Regions from separate parts of the Mus musculus genome. Here all the other regions are linked to region 3. Evidence: chromatin contacts called from public promoter capture Hi-C data. All regions are on one chromosome and are shown on one strand. Each heading gives the region's core, a stretch centred on a gene start, on an enhancer-like site or on the middle of the called end of the contact. The rest is flanking DNA. Distances are from core to core; before and after follow the strand shown.

Region 1 (3,938 bases), core at 180-2,679, 1.1 Mb before region 3:
CAATCAGCCACCAGAAGCCTGCTTGTCCAAGCTGACATAGTTCCTCTACTCCCCACAGTCCCAGGCCTCTGCGCTTATCTGTCTGACTTCTTTTTCGGGCCAGCCGATGACGACCTGGGGCCTTGGGTTCTCTGCGTCCACTATCCCGAACATCCTCCTTGATCAGAAAACGGTGCTTCTGCCTCCGGGACAAGGGTTTCTTTCCACTGGACACACGTGAAAAATCACTGGGAAATTTAAGAGGTTCCTCATCATCATATTCTTCTTCCAACTCTTCATCTTCCCCCAAGGCTGGAGAGGTGCAATGGTGGCAAAGGCTGCTAGAAGAGCCATCTCCTTCCTCGGAGTAAGTTCCTTCGGGGACTCCAGGGCTTCCCTGGCAGTTACAAGCAGATGGAATGGAAAGAAAAGAAGGACTCCCATCCTCCTGGTACCCAGTCTCATTCTCTCTTGAGAGTTCCTGGTCCACTCCTGACTCTTCTGAACCTGTCTCGCTCTCATCAGGGTAGCCTCCTCCTCTAGGTGGTCCTGGACCCCTTGGAGGACCATGGCTTGGATCTGACCAGTGGGCTGGATTTGGAGGCTGTGTGTACTTAGGGCCGGAGTGCTCTTTGAGGCATCGTGTACCATTAGGAGCAGTCTCTGCTGAGTCCCTGAGTCCTGAGAATGAAAGTATTTCGGGGTCCACAGAGGATCCTGATGTACTGAGGGAGGTACCACCACTGCGGTGGGCTCCACACAACCTTCTTTCTCCCGGGTGCTTCTGGGCCATGACCCCGGGCTTCCTGAGGATTTTAGGTCACTGCCATCATTGCCTGTAACAAAGATATCAAGTTGGGAATGGTCAAGGATAGAACCAAGAGTTAAACAATCTCAAAATGACATATTCAATGTACCCACTCCCCAGGCAGTGTTAGCTCAAATTCGCTATCCCTAACAATAAACGTGAGTTAGGCAGACCACAAACCTGCTTGCACCAACCCGGACCTCAGAAACCCCCTTACTCCCGAAATCTTAATTTTTTTTTCTTCTTCCTCCAAGAAGCTAACAATCTTCAATCTGAGAAATGGGGGGGAGGGGGGGTGCCGCAAAGGGTGTGGTCGGGGCGGCGGGGGGGTGGGGGGGTAACTCTTAGGAAAAAAAAAAAAGACTGCCTGAAAGAGGGAGGCCGCAATCTGTCAGAAAAGGGTGGGGACCGTGCAGGGCTAGAGGAAAAGCTGAGGGCGGAGCTTCGAGGTGCCCCTGCAAAAGATTACCCGAGAACCCACCGACGGGGTACCAGGGGCGAAGGCGACGTACCGAGCAGCAGCGGTAACTCCTCCCTCCTCAAGCAGCTGCGCCTGAGGCCAGGGGGAGCTGCCAGGGGGAGCTACAGGAGCAGCTCCCCCGGCTCCGCCTCCCGCTCACGCTCCGCTTCCGCCTTCCGTCCCCGCCACGGCCGCTTACTTCCACTTCCGGGGTCACCGGGGGGGGGGAAAAGGTCGCGAAGGGAAGAGAAAAGCGCTTAGCCGAGGCTCTCACTTGCGCGGCGGGCGCGGAGTCAATCGAGGAGGCGGTGCTAGAGCATCCGGCCCCACCCCTTAAAGGGCCCTCCGCCTCCACGCAGGTCCCGCCGTAAGCGAGCTGAAGCCTGCGAACTGTACTCCTCGTCGTCGCTGCTGAAACGGAGATGAAGGGCGGCTGCCGAAGCACACACCGTCTTTGGCGTGCAGACAGACACCCAGGGCACGCAGAGGAGCCAGCGACCCTGCTCGCCCAGACCCTTCCCTGTCGGCTGTCCAGCCAAGAGGTTGCGGAGAAGTGTGTGTCCCGGACTAGCTAGCCCCCTAAAGAGACGCGACACTTCTCCTGGACCCAACTGGCGAGCTTCCACGCCGCCGATCCGCCCCCTGTGAACGCGGCGTAAGGGCCGGGCCAGGGAATGCGGCTAGGGGTACCTGGTTCCACGGAGCTCAGAACCTAGTCCAGCGTAACAGAACCCCGCACTCATCTGCGTGCTGCTTTGCATCTCATTTACATAGTAAGCTTTGGGTCGAAGCCAGCACGCTCCCCAACCCCTACGCAGACCCTGATGGAACCTCTCGTCTGCACTCCTTTAAAGCCTTACAGTTCTGCCAGTGTCCCTGCCAGGCCCGTCTTGCTCCACAAGTTTTTTTTTCCACCCATGAACACCCCCACCCAGCACTAGTTAAAAACCCTTCTCCGGCTCCCGACCACCCGGTTCCCCAGAAGACAATACTCCAATTCTCTGGGAAGTGGAAGAAACCAAGTTGGACCAGCGGGTGCTTTGGGACCCTATTTGGGCTTTGAAAACGTTAAGTTGGTAATTAATCTCCTTAGCATTCAGAGACCTTCCGTCTTAGTCTTGATGGGCGTCACAAAACTCTTCATTGCTATGGTTAGGGGGCGTCCCTCCTCCTAGATTAGAGAAGTGGGTAGCCTGGGTTCCCCCACAGACAGAGGTAAAGATTGAGGGGGCCCGCCCCGTGATGTCATCCTCCCCCCCCCCCACCCCATACACACTCCCTGTCTCCTTCCCCCACACACACCCCCGCCCCCAAGCTAATTGCATTTAGCTCCCTGGGTTTGGGCTCCGACTTGCCTGAGTTTAGGGAGCAACAGAGCACAGTAGCCCAAGGGGGTGCCTGCGGCCAACAGCCACCCGTGTGCCTAGGACCTCTGGGCTGGAATGAAGCTGGAGGTCTAGGAAAGCAATTCCACCCCTTTGCTCTCCTCAGCCCTGCAGGGTGGTGAGTAGTTAACACCCTTCCTGGTCTCTCCTTGTTTTGCGTCCCAAACTCTTAAGCGATTGAGAAGAGCCCCGGGAGGTCTCCAGTCCTTCAGCCTCAGTACCCTAAAGACGGCAGAAGGAAAGTGCATCCGCACCACCCTACTCCCGCAATGCCAACCTCTCATCGTCAGTGATCCTTCAGGATCAGCATCAAATCCCATTGGCAGCCCAGGCGTGCCTGGATGAGAGGGTGGGTGGAACAATTCCCGTGTGAGTCTGAGGCTAGTAGCAAGTGGATACCAAGATGTGAGGAGATTATCTGTGGGCAAGGCGCCTGCTTACTCCATGTAGGGCGATGGGATTTGGACTGGCTGTATTCGGCTTTCCCCAACCACTCCATCTCGGCATGAAGCCAAGACTTCAAAATCCGGACAGAGGCTGACTGGGTGACTCTTTAAGTCCTTATTTGAAACTTTTAAATGTCTGTTCCCTTTCTTCCTTGGGGGTTGCATTTAGCTTACAGGTTTTGGGCTCCGACTTTCAGGAGTTTAGAGAGCAACTCCAGGCCTGGGGAGCCGATGGCCACCCCCGTGCCTAGGACCTCTGGGAGCTGGATGAAGCTGGAGGTCTAAGGAAGCAATCCCACCCCTTTGCTCTCCTCAGCCCTTCAGGGTGGTAAGCAGTTGTTCTGAGACCCTAAGGTGACTCATCCTCTCCTCTTCCTTCCTCTCCCACGTTATTAACCCTACTCGGTCTGGTTCAACCGGGCTTAGTATTGAATTCCAACTGCAGATGAGAGGAATTGCTTTTTAGTTGGAACAAGTCATTTTTTCAAAAGAAATGGAAGTACAGAATCCCCAAGATTTGTGGTTTCTGCTTTCTATTCTCTTCCAGGTTTACCAGCCCCTGCCAGTTAGCTATGGATGGATGAAAGGAGATTTCTCTAACCTTCCATTCTGTGACCACCTTCTCTTCTACCATGGAAAAAGCCTCATTGCCTCTGACTATAACATCTCACCCAAGGCCCTTTAACCAACAACTCCCAGAGCCCCCAGCCCCGAGATGTGTCTTGGAACCCCAGGACAGCCTCGACTTGGCCCCTGCCCTTGTGTGTGCCCTTTGCTGCTGCTTCGGAATCATCTACTGCTGCTTTGGTGAGAAAGGGCAGGGCCTGGGGATGGGGTGGGGGGCAGGGGCAGCTTCCCAA
Region 2 (3,975 bases), core at 473-2,972, 1.3 Mb before region 3:
GAGACAGAATTAGGGGCCACCTTTAGAGAAGGGGAAAATGACAAGAGACCATGCTATTAAAAATAACCTAGAATTTGCCTGGAAATAACTCAGAGAGTTCGGCATGTCCTAAAAAGGCCTCCAGGCCTGGAACTCTAACAGATGGGGGGAAGAGGGGGGAGAGAGGAAGAGACGGAGAGGAAGCCTGCTACTGGCTAGAGACATCAGTTTCCTATCTTTCCCAAAGGTTTAGAGAGCAGACCCTTCTCCCAGATGACAGGAATAATGGAAGAAGAAAGATTAAGGCTACCCCCACCTCCAGTGAGTGAGAAATAAACTCTCATCTCTGTCTCCTGCCCCCAGACCAAGGAAAAGACAGTCCCCGAGGACAGCATCGATCCCAGTAATGGACACTTAAATGTGGCTTGTGCATTGGCCATGGGTGAGAAAGCCCTTTGGCGGGCGGGGGTGGGAAGCTTTCTTCCTGGTCTCACCTCCTGTCACATGTAGTAAGAACCAAGGATTTGGAAACACTGCAAATGTGTCTAGCTACCAGGGGTCCTGAAAAAAATGTCAATTATTCCTCAGCCTCGGGCTTCCTTGTCTCTCCCTACTGCTGAGATTTCTGGAGTTAGAAATTTCCTGAGGAGGAACAGAAGCAGCGTGGTATCTTTACTGTATCCTCCTGCTGCTGCTGCTGCTGCTGCTGCTGCTGCTGCTGCTGCTGCTGCTGCTGCTGTCTCTGGCGATGGTGGTGACAGCTGCCACCATTTCTTGCTACTGCTCAGACAGTCTCTATTTTTCAGACAGTCTCTGCCACCGTCTGTGACCATCACTGAAGACTGTCAGGCCTTCTCAGCTCTTCCTCTAGTCTCCCTGCTGTGTTAAGCCACACCACTCCTGGCCTCCATGCCCTGCAGTCCTCACGCTATCTCATGGTGATGCTTTGACAGTAGCTATTTCTGTTTTCTCTCCTCTTTGCCTCCCATGGCACCCTCATCCACTCTGCCCTTGCCCACTCGGTCCATCCTATGCAGAGGCAGAATGCTCACCCTCCCTTCCTGGAGCAGTTCACCCCTCTGAGGTAGAAAAGGAGCCAGAGATGCAAGGCTGGAGCAAGAATGCAAACGGAAGGGAGAGGCAGAAGGAAGAGGGTCTCTGGCAAGAATGTTGCTCTTTAACTCATCCCCCAAGGCAAGACTCTGAGTCTGAGGACCTGGACAATACGAGGCAAGGCTTCAAGTGTGAGATGCCTGTGGGCAGAGTACGGTTGAAAACCTGAGAGATGGATAGGTGAGGAGTTGGGAGAAAGGTAGCCCAAAGCTTGAGCCTGGGGACTCTGGGCGGGTACGGTGACTCACCAGCTCTGGGGTCGGGGCTGTAATTGTCGGTGCAGGGCCACCGAAAAGCCGAATAGGCTGCCGGGTTCTCCCTCCTTGCGTATGGCACCCATCACATCCAGATTGAAGGCGATAGCCGGTGGTAAGAACAGTCCAGCGAGCAAGGAAGTAATAAGATAGTAGATTCCGGGGGGCCGGAGAAAATCGCACCTCGGAATCCTGGCCATGGGATCAACGCTCTCCCAGCTAGTGCGAGGAAATCGTCGCGCGCCGGGAGCCCCAGGTCTCCCCGAGGGTGTTTCTGGTTTCCGAAATCTAGCTGATCTTTCCGGGTCTTCCAATCTTTCACCTCAGCACCCCTCTTCAGTCCCTTCCCGCTGCTGCCCCAGGACCAGCTAAGTACAACTACTGCACGCCTTGGGAGCACCGGCTCCGGCTCCGGCTCCGCCTCCTCTCTGGGACACCGCCCCAGACCCCGCCCCTTCCCGCCCCATGCCCCCAGCAGCAGATAGACTCAGGCGCAAGACCCAGGGTCCGGGGATGCCCAGACCCGCGGCTCAGGTCTAGCACCCGCCGCACCCATTGCCTTGCGCCCTGCCGCCCCACCTTTGCACTGTGCACTCATTCCTTCACCCACCCTTCCCCCCAAAAAGTGGAGGTTGAGCCCAGAAATGCGGAGAGAAAGAGTACAGTAAAAAGAAGAATCACAGAGAATTGAGATGAGGCTGAGAAGACAGATATGCTGATAAAAACAGAGGACCGGAAAGTTCCTGGGCCCTGATCTAGAGTGGTCCTTTACTGACTTCGCCTCCCCTGGAGACTCACAGCACACCTCGTAGGCTGTAAGAATCAAACCGCTCCTCATGCCATACAGCCCACAAATAACGAAGGCAGTATTAGCAAGTCACAACGTCAGCATTCAGAGGACCAGAAAGAAGTAAAGGCACAGACAGAAAACACTCAGCAGGGGTGGAGACTGGAGCAAATGGAAAGAAGGGAATGAAGAACAGGAGGAAGGTCAAGTTTAGCTCAAAGTCTGCAGTGAAGGAAAAAGAAAAAGAGTAAAATAAGAAATGCAAGTTAAACTGTGGAGAGGGAAGAGAGAGCTAAAAGGGGGCAAAAATGAAAGACACTGGACCTAAGAGACAAAGATCCTGCTATCAGGTCCTTCCAGAGACTGGTCATTTCCAACGCAACAAAAAAAGGATGGCAAGCTGGGTGTGGTAGGACGCGCTTATATTCCCAGCACTCAATAGGCAGAGCCAGGAAGATCTCTGTCATCTCGAAAGCAACTTGGTCTACAGGGAGAGTTCCAGGCCAGTCAGAGCTACAGAGTGCAGCCCTGTCTCAAAACCTAAGAGGGGGATGGGAAGCCAGGCTTGAAGACCCAGACCTGCAATCTCAGCAGTGAACAAGGCTGAAGTCAGCCCAGCCTACAAAGCTACATAGTGAATTGGTCTCTGAATGAATCAACAGAAAGGGGAATGCAGAGTTTTGGGCTACTTCAGATAGGAGTTGGATGATCTCCAATACCCAGACCCTGCCTCAAAAAAATAAAATAAAGAGTTCTCCACAGAGACCCAAGGGCCTACCCAACTTCACTTCCCTTCCCCCACTCTGGTGTAGAAGCAAAGGGAGGGACATTTTTTTCCATCTCTTTGCTATTTATAACTCTAATCAAGAAATGAGGCCAAGAGAAGAGATGGAGAATAATTTGGCAAAATAGTAGCCTCACCCCCTTCCACTTTGTCTTCTAGCTTCTCTTTCTTTTTTTTTTTTTCCAGGAATTATTTATTTGTTTTATGTCTGAGTACACTGTAGCTGTCTTCAGACACACCAGAAGAGGGCATCAGATCCCATTACAGATGGTTTTGAACCACCATGTGGTTGCTGGAAATTGAACTCAGGACCTCTGGAAAATCAGTCAGTGCTCTTAACCTCTGAGCCATCTCTACAGCCCCACTGGCTTCTCTTACTAGGCATTGGTCTTGCATGCACCCCTCTCTGACTGCTTTGCCTGAAGTTCTATTTTTACACACACACACACACACACACACACACACACACACACCTTGAGCATGTCACTCTAGAGATCTTTCTCAGACTATTTCTCAGTGGCTCTACCCTCCAAATATCCCATATTCTTGTGATCTCTCTTCTTCCCTTTCTTAAAAGCTGCTTCTGCTGTGTCCCCTTATCTCTTTTCTCTGTTTAGGATTATTCTTTGGCTCTTACTCTGATCATAGAACAATCTTTGCCCCCAGGACAGTTAAAATGCCTATGATAGTTTGGCCATTTTTGTAATGCTCGGCAGGGATGTAGCATGCCTCTAAACGGGTGCTATAAAAGAGATGGGTATGTAAGACAGGCAACAGGATTCTACCTTCAGTGTTCCCCAGTATTCCCTCTCCAGTGTGTTTGTGTCTCAGAGCTCCAGAAAGGAGATCATGTGAGAACACAGAAGGGCACAACTGGGATGGAACCCAGGACTTACGACTCCTCCCCAGACCTCTGACTCAGGTCAAAATGCCTTTAGAGCTCCAGCTGCCTTCCTTTCTCCACCTGCAGCTTGGCTTGCCTCTGTCTGCACTCCACCAGCTTCCCATAAATCCAAGGCTGAAATCAGATGCCAAGAATCTGCTTCTGACCTCCTCTG
Region 3 (3,796 bases), core at 253-2,752:
TTGTCCTGGAACTCACTACGTAGACCAACCAGGCTATCTTCGAACTGGAGAGATCTGTCTCCCTTGGCCTCCCAAGTGCTGGGAGTAAAGTTCTGAGCCACTATGCCTGGCTTTTTGCTTTCCGTTTCAATCCCCAGTGTCCTGTAAAGGAAATCTCAAAGGAACTGCTGACTGTGCTTAGTATCTCCTTATGTCCTCACACCCCGAGGCCCCATTTTGACAGTTTATTCAGGTGACAGTCCTTCCAAATCCTGTTCTAGGCTTTTAGGCCCTGATCCGGAAAAGAATCTTTCCTGGACATATACTCTCTTCCCAAAAGAAGTCTCCAGTCCCTCTTGAACAATATATTTATGGGTGTTGATCTTAAAGCCACAAGTGAGAGCAAGTGACAGGCAGGCAGGAACGGAAGGGGGCAGTATGAGAGTGGATGTGTGCTTACACGCCTTGGCTGTCTTTATTCTCTGGAGTTGCTACTCCCTCCAGTGGATGTTGGCAAACATCACTTATTTTCCCGGCCACTATTTAACAAGGGAGGGAAAACACGATTTCTTATCAACTTTTAATTTTTTTTTTTTCTGGTCGGGATCACAAAATAAGTTTCTTACCTAGTCCGGAGTTGACTGTCCAGCAGAAAGTACAAAATGAATGTGCTTGAAAGAATGAATAAACTTAGGAACTACGTCCCGCTTAAGCGGATGGCCTCTTATCTTTCCTGGGCAACTGGAGTATAATGACTCCAGGTGTGTTCTCCGGAGCTATTTGGGAGGAGGATCTTAACAGGAGGCCAGTGGTGGCACACACCTTTAATCCCAGCACACAGGAGGCAGAGGCAGGTGGGTCTCTCAACTCCAGGCCGGCCCGGTCTAAGGTGTGAGTTCCAGAACAGCCAGGGGCTACCCTGAGAGACCCTGTCTTGAAAAACATTCAGGTGAACTCTATTCCACTGTACCGAGACAGATCCATCCCTGGGGTGTTTTTAGTAAACTGAATGAGTGGGGCGTTTGCTTTCTCCTGACCTATTTCAGGGCGAAACCCAGAAATCCGTTTTAACTCAGAAATTCAAGAGACCTAGCAGCACCTCGGAGCCCCTCCGTGGTTTCCCCCCTAAAGGGTGTCAACCAGCCCAGGCCTCCCTTCCTGGGGAAGGCTCAGGCCTCCGCCCGACCCGAGCTGTCCGGAGGGCGGCCCGGGACCCGTCAGTGCGGACCGTCCCTGGAGCGTCTCACTCAGCGTCCCGAGCTGCTCCGAGTAACGGGCCGCACCCTCGGGATAAGAAACCACTTTTCCACATTTAACGCCCTCGCGCCCGACCCCTGGGCAGCCGCTGCCCGGGTGGTACCTGAGCCGCAGACCACGCAGCCGGCGACGACCAAGAGCAGCCATGTGGCGCCGCCGCCGCCCCCGGCCCCCCAGCACCGGGGCCCTGGACCAACCGCCGACCACACCGACACTTTGATTCCTCCCGCCATGGATGCCTCACACCGCCTCCTCCTCGCGTGCCCCTCCTCAGCAACTGTCTCCGAACGGGCAGCGCCGGCAGCCAATCGGCTGCGAGACCCGCCCCCACCCCCACCCGTGGAGCAGGCGGGGCCTCGCGCGCTCCGCCCTCCCGCGCCCCTAGGAGCCACACCTCCTAGCAACGCCAATCCTGGCAGTGACGACAGGAAGAGCCCGCCCTTTCCCCGCAATCTGCTTCCGTCCGCGGTTTATTTACAAATGAGATTGATGGAAAGCTTACCCAATAGGAAATCAGAATGAGAGGAGGCCTCCTGGACTGCGTGTTTCCATCGAAACGTCTCTTCTAGTTTTTCTTTCCTTTCTTCCTCGGCCCTTTTATGACATGCTAGCCAGTGGCAACTCTTCACGAGTAAGGTTCTCCCGTGACCGTTTTTTAAGGTAAAATGATTGCCAGCCTGTCTCCAAAGTTCTGAAATATTTCAGCAATAAGTACAGGATTATTGTGCGTTGTCAAGGTTTTGCAGGCATAAACAACGTTTGAAAATGTAGAGATAGAGCTGAGATAGAAACTCTGACTTCGATCCCCAGCACTGCAAGAAAAAAACAAACAGAAAACAAAACACCAAAAAAAAGTATTAATTTGGCTTCGGTTTCCTTTTTTGACTGAAGATGTAGCTAAACTGTGCACAAGGCCCTCGTTTCAATCACCAACGCCACAGGAATAAACTACAAGTCCCGAGCATTTCTGGTTTTGAAACGAAACAAGTGATAATTAAGACAGCTTATCCTCTCCATTTGGGAAAAAAAAAAAAAAAAGCCAAGGCTAAGAGAGAGAGAAAAAACACAAAGTAGGTTCTGAGCTCAAATCTAAGTTCTTTCTGTGGCTTAGGTGCCTCCCAGTACTTGCAGTCCAGGCACTGTGTGTGTAGCACTTACAGAAATTGAAAATTGAAGCACCTTTTTTTTTTTTTTTTTTTTTTTTTTTTGGTTTTTTGAGACAGGGTTTCTCTGTGTATCCCTGACTGTCCTGGAACTCACTCTGTAGACCATGGCCTTGAACCCATAAATCTGCCTGCCTCTGCCTCCCAAGTGCTGGGATTAAAGGCGTGCTTGTAATCCCATCACTTGGGAAGTTGAGAATGAAGGCTTGCTGAGAATTGAAGAGTAGCCAGGATTATAGAGTTTGAACCGTGAGAACCTGTATGTGTGTGTATATACATACATATATATACACACACACACACACATATATATACATATACATATATATATACACATACATACACACACACATATATATACACACACTTGTGTGTAGACACATGTATACATGTATATGCACATTTATACACACATATAGATGGCTTATTGCGATGGCTCGGTTGTGTAAACCTAGAACTCATATGACAGGAGAAAACCAACTTCTGCTCCCACAGGACCTCCATACTGACTCTGTGGCACACAATACCCCCCACACAATTAATGGATCGATTGATAAAAAAAAAAAAAAAAAAAAAAAAAAACTTTTAATGTCAAGGTTAACAGGAGGCGTGTTGGTCCATATCTGTTAACTCCAGCATTCAAAACACTCAGGTCAGAGGATCACAAATAAGATTAGCTTGCACTACACATCTAAAACCAACCTCAAAACAAAAACTTACATTAATGTGAAACAAGGGAAGACTAACAAACTATCCCAGACAAGGGAGCATACGTAAACACGATGAACCACATGTCATATAATATGGATCTTGGAACAGGAAGAAAAAAAAAAGCCCGAAAAACAAAACTGAGATTGCAAGCGTGAGTCACCTCTTCCCTGCCAGTCCGCCCTGCCCATCTTTCGGTCCTGCTTCGGTTTCTGTGAGTACTGTACATATTCTCTGCCTGACCTGCAAATGTCAAGCCATGTAGTGGGAAGGAGCCTTGTGCACCAGAAAACTTGGGTTTGAGCTCAGTAAATATAGACAAAAACTGTAATAGAAGCTGCAGAGCTGACCCCACAGTGAACAGTGTGGCACTGCTCCATCTAGCACAGGACGGAGTTTCTTCCCAGCACCCACTTCTGGTGGCTCACTGCCTGCTGTAACTGCAGAGATTCTAACACCCTCTTCTGGCATCCACAGGGTACTACATTCTCACTGCCTGCTGTAACTCCAGGGATCCTGTCACCCTCTTCTGGTCTCCAAGGGTACTACATTCTGCCTGCTGTAACTCCAGGGATCCTGTCACCCTCTTCTGGTCTCCACAGGGTACTACATTCTGCCTGCTGTAACTCCAGGGATCCTGTCACCCTCTTCTGGTCTCCAAGGGTACTACATAGGCACTCATGACAGGA

The links. Promoter capture Hi-C pulls out the DNA fragments that hold promoters and counts their contacts.
Region 1: a promoter capture Hi-C map of pre-B cells shows a contact between it and region 3, with 4 times the contacts expected there. The contact joins the promoter of Dnajc14 here to the promoter of Nemp1 in region 3. A contact is called at or near these places in 4 of 39 promoter capture datasets (the C10 cell line, cranial neural crest and pre-B cells) and 1 of 9 other capture datasets (adipose tissue).
Region 2: a promoter capture Hi-C map of pre-B cells shows a contact between it and region 3. The contact joins the promoter of Itga7 here to the promoter of Nemp1 in region 3.

The regions. Positions count from the first base shown.
Region 1 is chr10:128,803,045-128,806,982 of GRCm38.p6, reverse strand. It overlaps Dnajc14 (DnaJ heat shock protein family (Hsp40) member C14), which reads right to left and starts at 1,429. Exons shown (of 7, transcript NM_001359825.1): 1 at 1,300-1,429; 2 at 1-815. The coding sequence starts at 772. Tmem198b (transmembrane protein 198b) reads left to right here and starts at 2,536. Exons shown (of 5, transcript NM_178066.3): 1 at 2,536-2,750; 2 at 3,626-3,885. The coding sequence starts at 3,711.
Region 2 is chr10:128,931,560-128,935,534 of GRCm38.p6, reverse strand. Itga7 (integrin alpha 7) reads right to left here and starts at 1,722. Exons shown (of 25, transcript NM_001330160.1): 1 at 1,341-1,722. The coding sequence starts at 1,546. Gm46186 (a long non-coding RNA gene) reads left to right here. Exons shown (of 3, transcript XR_001779675.2): 3 at 1-585.
Region 3 is chr10:127,674,771-127,678,566 of GRCm38.p6, reverse strand. It overlaps Nemp1 (nuclear envelope integral membrane protein 1), which reads right to left and starts at 1,502. Exons shown (of 9, transcript NM_001113211.1): 1 at 1,340-1,502. The coding sequence starts at 1,469. It overlaps Gm16230 (a long non-coding RNA gene), which reads left to right and starts at 1,808. Exons shown (of 4, transcript XR_872178.1): 1 at 1,808-1,896; 2 at 3,585-3,770.